Regions from separate parts of the Zea mays genome. Here all the other regions are linked to region 2. A link is a contact called in public Hi-C data. All regions are on one chromosome and are shown on one strand. Each heading gives the region's core, a stretch centred on a gene start, on an enhancer-like site or on the middle of the called end of the contact. The rest is flanking DNA. Distances are from core to core; before and after follow the strand shown.

The links. A called contact is a pair of places that touch in the nucleus more often than the background predicts.
Region 1: a Hi-C map of tassel shows a contact between it and region 2, with 5 times the contacts expected there. The contact joins the enhancer-like site here to the promoter of LOC100381406 in region 2. A contact is called at or near these places in 4 of 25 Hi-C or Micro-C datasets (bundle sheath, ear, leaf and 1 more).
Region 3: a contact with region 2 is called in a Hi-C map of ear, with 5 times the contacts expected there. The contact joins the promoter of LOC100501519 here to the promoter of LOC100381406 in region 2. A contact is called at or near these places in 10 of 25 Hi-C or Micro-C datasets (bundle sheath, ear, endosperm and 5 more) and 1 of 3 datasets of contacts at active chromatin or transcription factors (leaf).

What each region holds. Positions count from the first base shown.
Region 1 is chr4:64,792,927-64,795,727 of Zm-B73-REFERENCE-NAM-5.0, reverse strand. No RefSeq gene overlaps it. Among protein-coding and RNA genes, the nearest start is that of LOC111591353, 190 kb to the left of the region's middle. Within about 2 kb of position 1,532, at least 14 of the 20 cell types and tissues checked have an H3K27ac peak or open chromatin away from gene starts, as enhancers often do. A contact at or near this core is called in bundle sheath, ear, leaf and 1 more, where this site is marked.
Region 2 is chr4:64,409,303-64,412,002 of Zm-B73-REFERENCE-NAM-5.0, reverse strand. It overlaps LOC100381406 (putative leucine-rich repeat receptor-like protein kinase family protein), which reads left to right and starts at 1,344. Exons shown (of 3, transcript NM_001320806.1): 1 at 1,344-1,584; 2 at 2,558-2,700. The coding sequence starts at 2,565.
Region 3 is chr4:64,089,333-64,092,032 of Zm-B73-REFERENCE-NAM-5.0, reverse strand. It overlaps LOC100501519 (alpha,alpha-trehalose-phosphate synthase [UDP-forming] 5), which reads right to left and starts at 1,398. Exons shown (of 3, transcript XM_008679492.3): 1 at 1-1,398. The coding sequence starts at 1,294. LOC103653321 (a long non-coding RNA gene) reads left to right here and starts at 2,185. Exons shown (of 3, transcript XR_002269102.3): 1 at 2,185-2,700.

The sequences.
Region 1 (2,801 bases), core at 283-2,782, 380 kb before region 2:
GAGTTGAATCTAATTCAATAGGTTCCTTCTTTTAGGTCTTGCTATAAAACTTCAGTTTCGAAAACTAAAGCAAATAACATAGTTTAAACATGCAACTTTTGAACTCCCAATACCATATTAGACTCTCTCCAACAAGGGTCGGTAAAGCCTCCTGTCCACCAAATATAGCAGACACAAACGTCCGGTAAGCGTCCAGCAAGGTGCGCTATACTGTCCGCTAAAATTTAGCGACTCTTCCTCAGCCGCTACATTTGCCGGGTATACAAGCGCCCGCTATATACTGTTCCCGTGGATGGCGGTGGCGCTGCTGTGCTGCCGCAGGTCTGAACATGCTTTCCATTCAAAGGACCTCGGGACGAACATGCAAAGGACATCTCCGACATCATCCGAGCACCATCTCCCGCAATATAAAAAACAATGAGAAGAAATTATGCTACACATGTTTAAGTCCGGATAACAAAAATTGTTAATAAATTTTAAAAAACTATTGCCGTGCATGTTTTATTTCAATTAGCGTGTAATGAAAAGAAATGAATTATAAACCAAATAAATGGACAAAATGAAGTATGTTAACCCTGTAGCTTTAGAGAACCGAATTTAGGGAACGTTGTTGGAGACTGAGATAATATAGAGGACAAAATCTTTTAGAGTGTTCTGTAAAGTACAGAGAATATTCTTTTAGCGGACGAAATTTAGGGGACGTTGCTGAAGACAGCCCTAAATAAGATCAACACTTTCAACTCTGTTTTTGAAACGTACAATGATGACTCTTTAAGTTATGTATAAGAATATAATTTCTATTATAATGTAACTTTTACCATATGTGCTATATGTAAAAGAATAGGTCCAAACCAAACTGTGAATATTAGATAGGCTTTTTCGTCTAGCATAACGACCCGTTACATCCCTAAGCTTCGACCAGTTTAATTCTAAAGCATCCATTTCCCAACATCAAAGAACTGCAGAAGTCGTATATATATAGGAGACAACAAATCCGGCCGGGATAAGGTTTACGTAATTAAGTACCTAACCATCAGGCCAAAGCAACTTTCACCGGTACAGCGGCATCTTCTCCGCAGACGAGAGACGGCCTGAGTTCGTTGCTTGATGACGTTGGGAGCACTGGCGAGACATGAGTGACAGGTTGGCCAGTCACATATATCCACCACTCTCTCCAGCCACAGAACCAGATCCATCGTATATATATCGTGCATGAGATGCCAAGTGACGAGATGATCCACCACAAGAAAGTGAGCTTGGCAAGGGTGGGTGGGCCTTTCGGGCATTCATTTATTTATTTTGTTTGCTTCGTGAGATTAGCAGTTCAGTGATTTCCATCCCATGCATGTATAGATGATGCACTGCTAGTCTAGCTCGTTCGATAGCCTGGAATCCTTTTTGTACTTGCCGTGGATATATATTTTGGCGCCAATCATTGATGCTCTGAAATTGAGCTGTTACTGTCTGCGTTGGCACCTCAGTCAGTCCTCAAGTGTTCTAGGGCCCAAAAAAACATTTGAGAGAATTGAAATCAGAAGCCACAGAACAATGATACACATGCACCCATTGGCTCGTTAGCTGGGAGTTGGGAGAGGCCTGTGCAGCTGTGCTGCCAGCCTGCAAGCCCATGCTTGTTTGCTTCCAGAGCCCGTGCGCACCAATTACCTAGAAAAGCCAGGCCCACTTCGAACGAGAGATCTGGATTGTCGAGTGCGGCTCGTCGCATATGCATTTTTTTCTTCATTTTTTAGTTATTTTGTCTTTGTTTTCCTAGGGGTTGTATTCTATGTACTCATTATTTCTTGGGAGTGAGCAGTCGTTAATCGGCTAAATTTCTTTCGGATTTGAGTCAGATTACTTTAGGTATACAGACTACAACCCAGAACAAGTATAATAAGGTGATGTATGTGAGATGTAAAAGATGTCATGTCTAATTTACAGTGGTATGGAAGAAAGAGATGAAGAGATAATAGAAGCGGACCGCTCATTGTTAGCAAGCTAAAAGCGGGCTGCTTATGGACTCCAACATAATTTGTGAGATGAAGAAATAACCAAATATTAAATAGACATTTTTATCATGAAGAGTTACTATATGACATAAACTAAAAATTACGAATTCAGTGTCACCTGCAATGTAGGAACCTACAACAAATTAATTCTAATGGCAAAACAAGCTGAAACTGAACCTAAAATGACACAGTGCACACAACCTTCAGGCATATGGGTTGGAGGCAAATAGGTTGACTCAATGACCATGAATTGGGAAGGGGTCACAGAATGCATGTCATCGATCCTTCTTCCTCCACCGCAAATACCAATTTGCTTAGATGGGACTTACAGGTCTTGAGTTTGACTCTCTGTTTTCACACAAGAATGTCACTTGTTGAGTCATTTAGTAGCTAGATTTGTGTCTTTGTGAGGACACCGATGATATGGCAAAGGTGAGCACCGCTCCCAACACTCGTTTCTTCTCACGTAAGCATTGGATGAATATGGGGTTTTGGAGTTCTTATAGACGGCGAAGCCGCCAACAGCCGGACGCAGTCGGGTTCAGGTTTCTAGTTCGTTCTCTACCTCCTCTCTCAAAACTCCCCTCTCATCTCTTATTTACATGCCACTTTACCAAAAAAAGAAAAGGGCACGTTATTTGGTCCATTCTGGCCCATTCACCTTGGTATTGGGCTTAATCATCCTTCATGGCCTGGTTGTTACATTGGACTCCTCTAGCGCTGTGACATCCCCCTCTCATTGAGAGATGGCTTGTCCACAAGCCACGTGTTTAGGAACCTGGTGATGAAGGT
Region 2 (2,700 bases), core at 95-2,594:
GGTCGGTTGGCACTTGTTTGTAAAAATAGAGATTTGATAGAACGGTTTATTCGATCAGATCATTAAATATTACTATATTTTGTTCTTGATTTTTTGCTAATTAAAGAGAAGATCAAAACAGATACTATCAGCCATCACTTGTTCCATACAATAATATTTGTATCGTTTTCTCTGATTCTGCTCATAGGCTGCGTATATTATTAGTCGATGTCGAGTAAGGGATATGCGTCGAGATAGTAAGCTTTGCTGCATCTAAATAAGCAGTGTTGTCTATCTAGAAAAGAATATAGTTCTCGCATCTAAAGGAACCAGATATTTTAATAGAGTGTTTGGTTTGAGGAAATGATCTAATCCATTATCTTCTTACTACTTATTATTTTTGTTTCTTTTGTGAAATGAAATGAGTTGATCATCACCAACTCATTTCTCATAGTTAGTTAGTTATTACTAATATGAGAAATGGTGTCATCCCATCAAATTTGAGGATTGAACCCATGATGCACCACCTAAATTTGGATGTAGTGATTCTTTAAACCAAACACCCACTAAAGTTTCAGCGACGTTATATAAAAAATACTAATATCTACAATACAAAATAAATATCATTAGATTAACTATAAAATATGTTTCATAAGAAATAGGTTGGGATTAAAACGTGAATACTATTTATTATAAATTTGGTTACGCTTGAACCATTTTAAGCGACACAAATGCCATGATTTTATTATTTTGTGGACCGGGTGAGTACAATAAAAGACGAACTGACCTGACCTGCACGGAAACCCCTGTCGTTAAGAATGCTAGTGATGAGGAAAGGCTAACAACGTGGCTGCTGACTACTTCATCTGGTGTTTGTCGTTTTGGACAAGTCAAACTTATAAAATTTGACTACAAACAACTATTTTATTATTTAATTTTGAAACCTAATATTTATATGTACTAATTTGTAATAACAAATATTTTTTTATAAAAGTATAAATATATTAAAAGTTTATTTGTATTTTAAAAAAAAACATTAGTTAAAGTTATATTTTAAAGACCGTGTCTTCGTTCTAAACGACAATTAATTGAAAACCGGACAGAATAAATAACTAGCACGTCCACGTGATAAACGATTAGAAAACATCCGTCGCTAGAACCTTTGGTTATTTTTTTTAGTGAAAATGCCGAGTGGTGAATTTATTTGGCACCCACCCACCTAAATCACGATTAGAAAAGTTGCCGCCAGCCTGAAGCGAAATTCAAAAACTCACTCACGGGCTCACGGCCCGGACCGGAGGCCACACACAGGCAGCAACCAACCGGGGACATACGTGGCGTCTGTCGACTGCACCCTCGCCCGCGGCCCCCGGTATACCGTGTGAACGGGTGCCCAACCGCTGGACGCGCTCCAAAAAGGCAGGCGGCGCGCCTGTCTGAAACGGCTTCTCGTTCGTGCCTCCTTCGCCAACTGTCCACCGCGCTGCCGGTGCTCTTTCCTCTCGTCCCCCATGGATGCTTCCTTCTGGTGCTAGTGGAAACTAGAGCAGTGCCTCCCAGGATCCTCTCGCCCGCGGGCTCCGAGTTGCCGCCTCCGCCTCTCTGGTAAGCGCCGCTCATTCGCTTCCTTCCCCCTGTGTGCAGTGTGCTCCGGGTCGAGCAGTTTCCGCCTGTACTACTTCCTGTTGTGTGTTGCTTGTTGTTTGACCCCGAGCAACCGCCGTCCGCCGCTACCGTTCGTTCCGTTCCTGCCGTCTGGTCTGTTGCCCTCGCATTTTCTTTGCCCGCATCTGCAGCGCGGGCTCTCAAATTTGGAGAGTGTGCTTCAGCAACGAAGCAGAACCGATGGCTGTTTGAGTTGTAGCCCACTGAAATGAGCTTTCCTGGGTGCCGATTCCGCCCAGGAATGTTTCTGCGGTGCCTAGGAAGCTTCTTAGGTCTTCGCTTGTTAGGTAGGACTCATTCGGCTTCGGAGGAGGAGCAATTGCAATCGAGGTGCCCGTTTTTTTTAAATAAAAAAAATCGAGGTTCTCATCAGCCCATGTGGTGGTTCGGATCCCATCTCGTCGATTAGAATGGCTTATGTTGAACAGAAGATCGGCCTTGTCGTATCTTCTCAAGCTCATCATAAACTCAATCTCTGACACCTTTCAGGAAAAAAACATGGTGTGCATGTGTTACAAAAGGATTTCTAGCAGTAGGCGGGGCTTCCTTCAACATTGTTAATGTTACAAAAGGATTTCTCTACCAAGTTTTATTGGGGAAAATCAGTATCTTGTAGTTTCACCAAATTCTTCTAGGACGTTGCAATTTTGGTTGATGACGACTGCTCATACGTGTTGTCAGCCGAAAGACATGCCTTATTAGTGAAGAACCGGTAGGTGGAATTTAACTTCTACCGGTATCACGACTAGTCGACTTAGTAGGCATACTCTACTCTACAGTGATATCCTCGTATCTTTGGTACCCTGTGCCTTTGCTACGACACATGCAATCCCTATTTTGATTGTGCGTTGAACTACTTGTACATTGGTGACAAAAAAAATATTTGTTGCTGACTTCTATGCAAAATTTCTAGGAACAAGATGAAGCTGGTTTTCTGGCATTGGATTTTTCTATTCTTCGTGTTGCTTTCAACATCACAGGGTATGAGTTCAGATGGCCTAGCTCTTCTTGCTCTGTCCAAAACCCTAATACTACCAAGTTTCATAAGGACCAACT
Region 3 (2,700 bases), core at 149-2,648, 320 kb after region 2:
GTGCCCCCACCACGCCACTGGAGATCGGACCCTCCTGCCGGCACACGGTGTAGATGTACGGTGTCCTGTTCAGGCCGTCGCGCACCGCGGTGACGAGGCAGATGTCCGCCGAGGTGTAGAACGCCAGCTTCTCGTGCATCGTCATGGGGTCTTCGATGATCACGATCGGTTCATACCCCGCCGGCGTCGCGAAGCGGGCATTGATCCGCTTACGCATCGCCTGCAGCTCCGCACAAATCTCGTCGGTGTCATACCCAGGACTCCGCACCGGGTTGTTGATCTGCACGAGCACCACCTGGCCATGTAGCTCCGGCTGCGACTCTAGCAGCCTCTCCATAGCCAAGAGCTTGAGGCCAATCCCCTTGAACAAATCAACATCGTCTACTCCGAGCAACAACTGACGACCGGCAAACTTCGTGGCAACCTCCTTGGCCTTCGCTTCAGTCTCGGGCGACGACAACACCTCACGTAGCTGGCCTATGTCGACACCACCGGCGAGGATCTTCACGGAAACAGCGCGGCCGCAGTAGTCGATGCTGATGTAGCCGCGATGGGTGTGGCTGGTGACGCCGAGGAGCCTAGTGCAGGCGGAGAGGAAGTGGCGGGCGTAATCGTAGTTATGGAAGCCCACGAGGTCGGCGTTGAGGAGGGATCGGAGGAGGTCCTCGCGAACCGGGACTGTACGGAAGAGCTCGGAGGTGGGGAAGGGCGTGTGGAGGAAGAAGCCTATGCGGGCGCGCGGCGACTTGTGGCGGAGGATGGTGGGGAGCGCCAACAGATGGTAGTCGTGGATGAAAACGAGGTCCTCGTCGGGGTTGAGTTGCTCGAGCACGCGTTCGGCGTACTGCGTGTTGGCGGTGAGGTAGGCGCGGTAGAGGTTCGCTTTGAATTTCAGGCCGCCACTGCCGAAGAAGGGCGTGAGCGTGAACGGCAGGAGGTAGTGGAGCATCGGCCACAGGTAGCGCTTGCAGAATCCGTCGTAGAAGTCCTTGTGGAGGCCGGGGTCCAGGAACACCGGGCTACAGCCGAAGCGCGCGAGGAGATCGGCCTCGAGCTCCTCGGACGCAGAGATCGACGCCGCGGCGGAGGGGAGCGCGCCGACGAAGACCACAGGGCGGGGAAGACCGCGGGCCAACTGGAGCGGGAGCGCGTCGGCGTCGAGGGAGAAATCGAAGCCGTACGGCGCGTCGGGATTGGGCTCCGCGTGGAGGGGGAGGCGGTGGGTAACCACGATGCGGCGTGCCTCCACCGGACACGGCGAGCGATCGCCATCGGAGGCGGAGACGGAGAGCATTGCAGCAGCCTGCGCGGCACAGGGGTTCGGCCGTTTGGTTTGGGACTTTGGGTTCTCGTGGGGTTGGAATCGGGGGATGGGGTCGTAGTATTTGACAGCCGGCCGCGGGCCGCCTCGAGAAGGAAGCGCAGGCGCGCAGCAAGCTGGCAATGGAATTTTCCAGCCTGGCCCTCCAGATTTTTTGTTTTCCAAATATGCACAGAGCGCTGCATGCCAAATTGTCAACAGGAAGATATATCATATATGTAGCAAATGTTTTCTTAATACTTTCTCTGTCCTGAAATTCTAAACTTATATTAGCAAAGTTTGTTAGGAGGGAAACCATAATTTGAGAAAAAAAAACTCCCTAATTGAATATACGTTATAGTTGCATGTGTCATTTGGATATTCTCTTAAGGCTGTCTTAAATTTTTTAAAATATATACTAAATTAACAGAAAGTAGGATACATATTTTTCAGCTGGTTATATTTCTTTATGTAATAGGGCTCGAATAGAATACCAGTTGCTTAATGTTCACATGTTCGCACCAACATCCAATAAATTCGTTACAGGATTTTGTTAGCACAACGTGTTACGTGATGCAATACGGCAAATATTTTCTTGTGCGCCTTTTTTCCATTTTAATATAGTTATCCCATCCAAATTGGCAACAAACAGTAATAATTCTATAAATCCAGCTCAACCCGACTATAAGGACATAATGGACGGGAACAGATAATTTTGCCCAGACCTTATCTCTTCCCATAACATAGAGGTATTATGGACAATTTATATTCTATATAATCATAATCATTAATAATAAGGGATTCAAACATCCACATATTAGTGTTTAACTAGACAAATTCTATATCTATAATATATAACTATATCTATACTACTTCTTAAGACAGTAGTGTAGGCGTCCACACGGTGCACGATTCTGCCCCTCCACGCCCGCCCCTACCTCTGTGACCCCCTTCCCTCGCCCCCCGACCGAGATCCCCGCCGGCAAATCCGACCGCCATCCTCCTCCTCCGCCTCCCTTCCATCCTAGCCCGCCTCTTCCATACTCCTCCCCGCATCCCTTCCATCCTCGTCTGTACTCCTCCCCGCGTCCACAGTGGATACCGTGAGCTCGCCCCCGCCTCCATGGCTCCATCCTCCGCTCGCGATTCCCCCGTGCCCGTTGCGCCTGCCTCCTCCCGCCCCGTCCTCCGCACCTGCCCCCTACCCTAGACCTCGCGCTCGCCGCTGTCACCATCAAGGCGCTATGATGCTACCCCCGGTCGAGATAGCCTCTCGAGCATCGAGGTGGTGGTCGAATCGATGGAGGTTGTGCCCCCACCGCTCGTCTCCTGCTCGCCTCCTCGCCTAGCTGCATCCGTCCCTCGCCCAACCACTTCTCCTCTCTTGTCTTGCTCGTCAC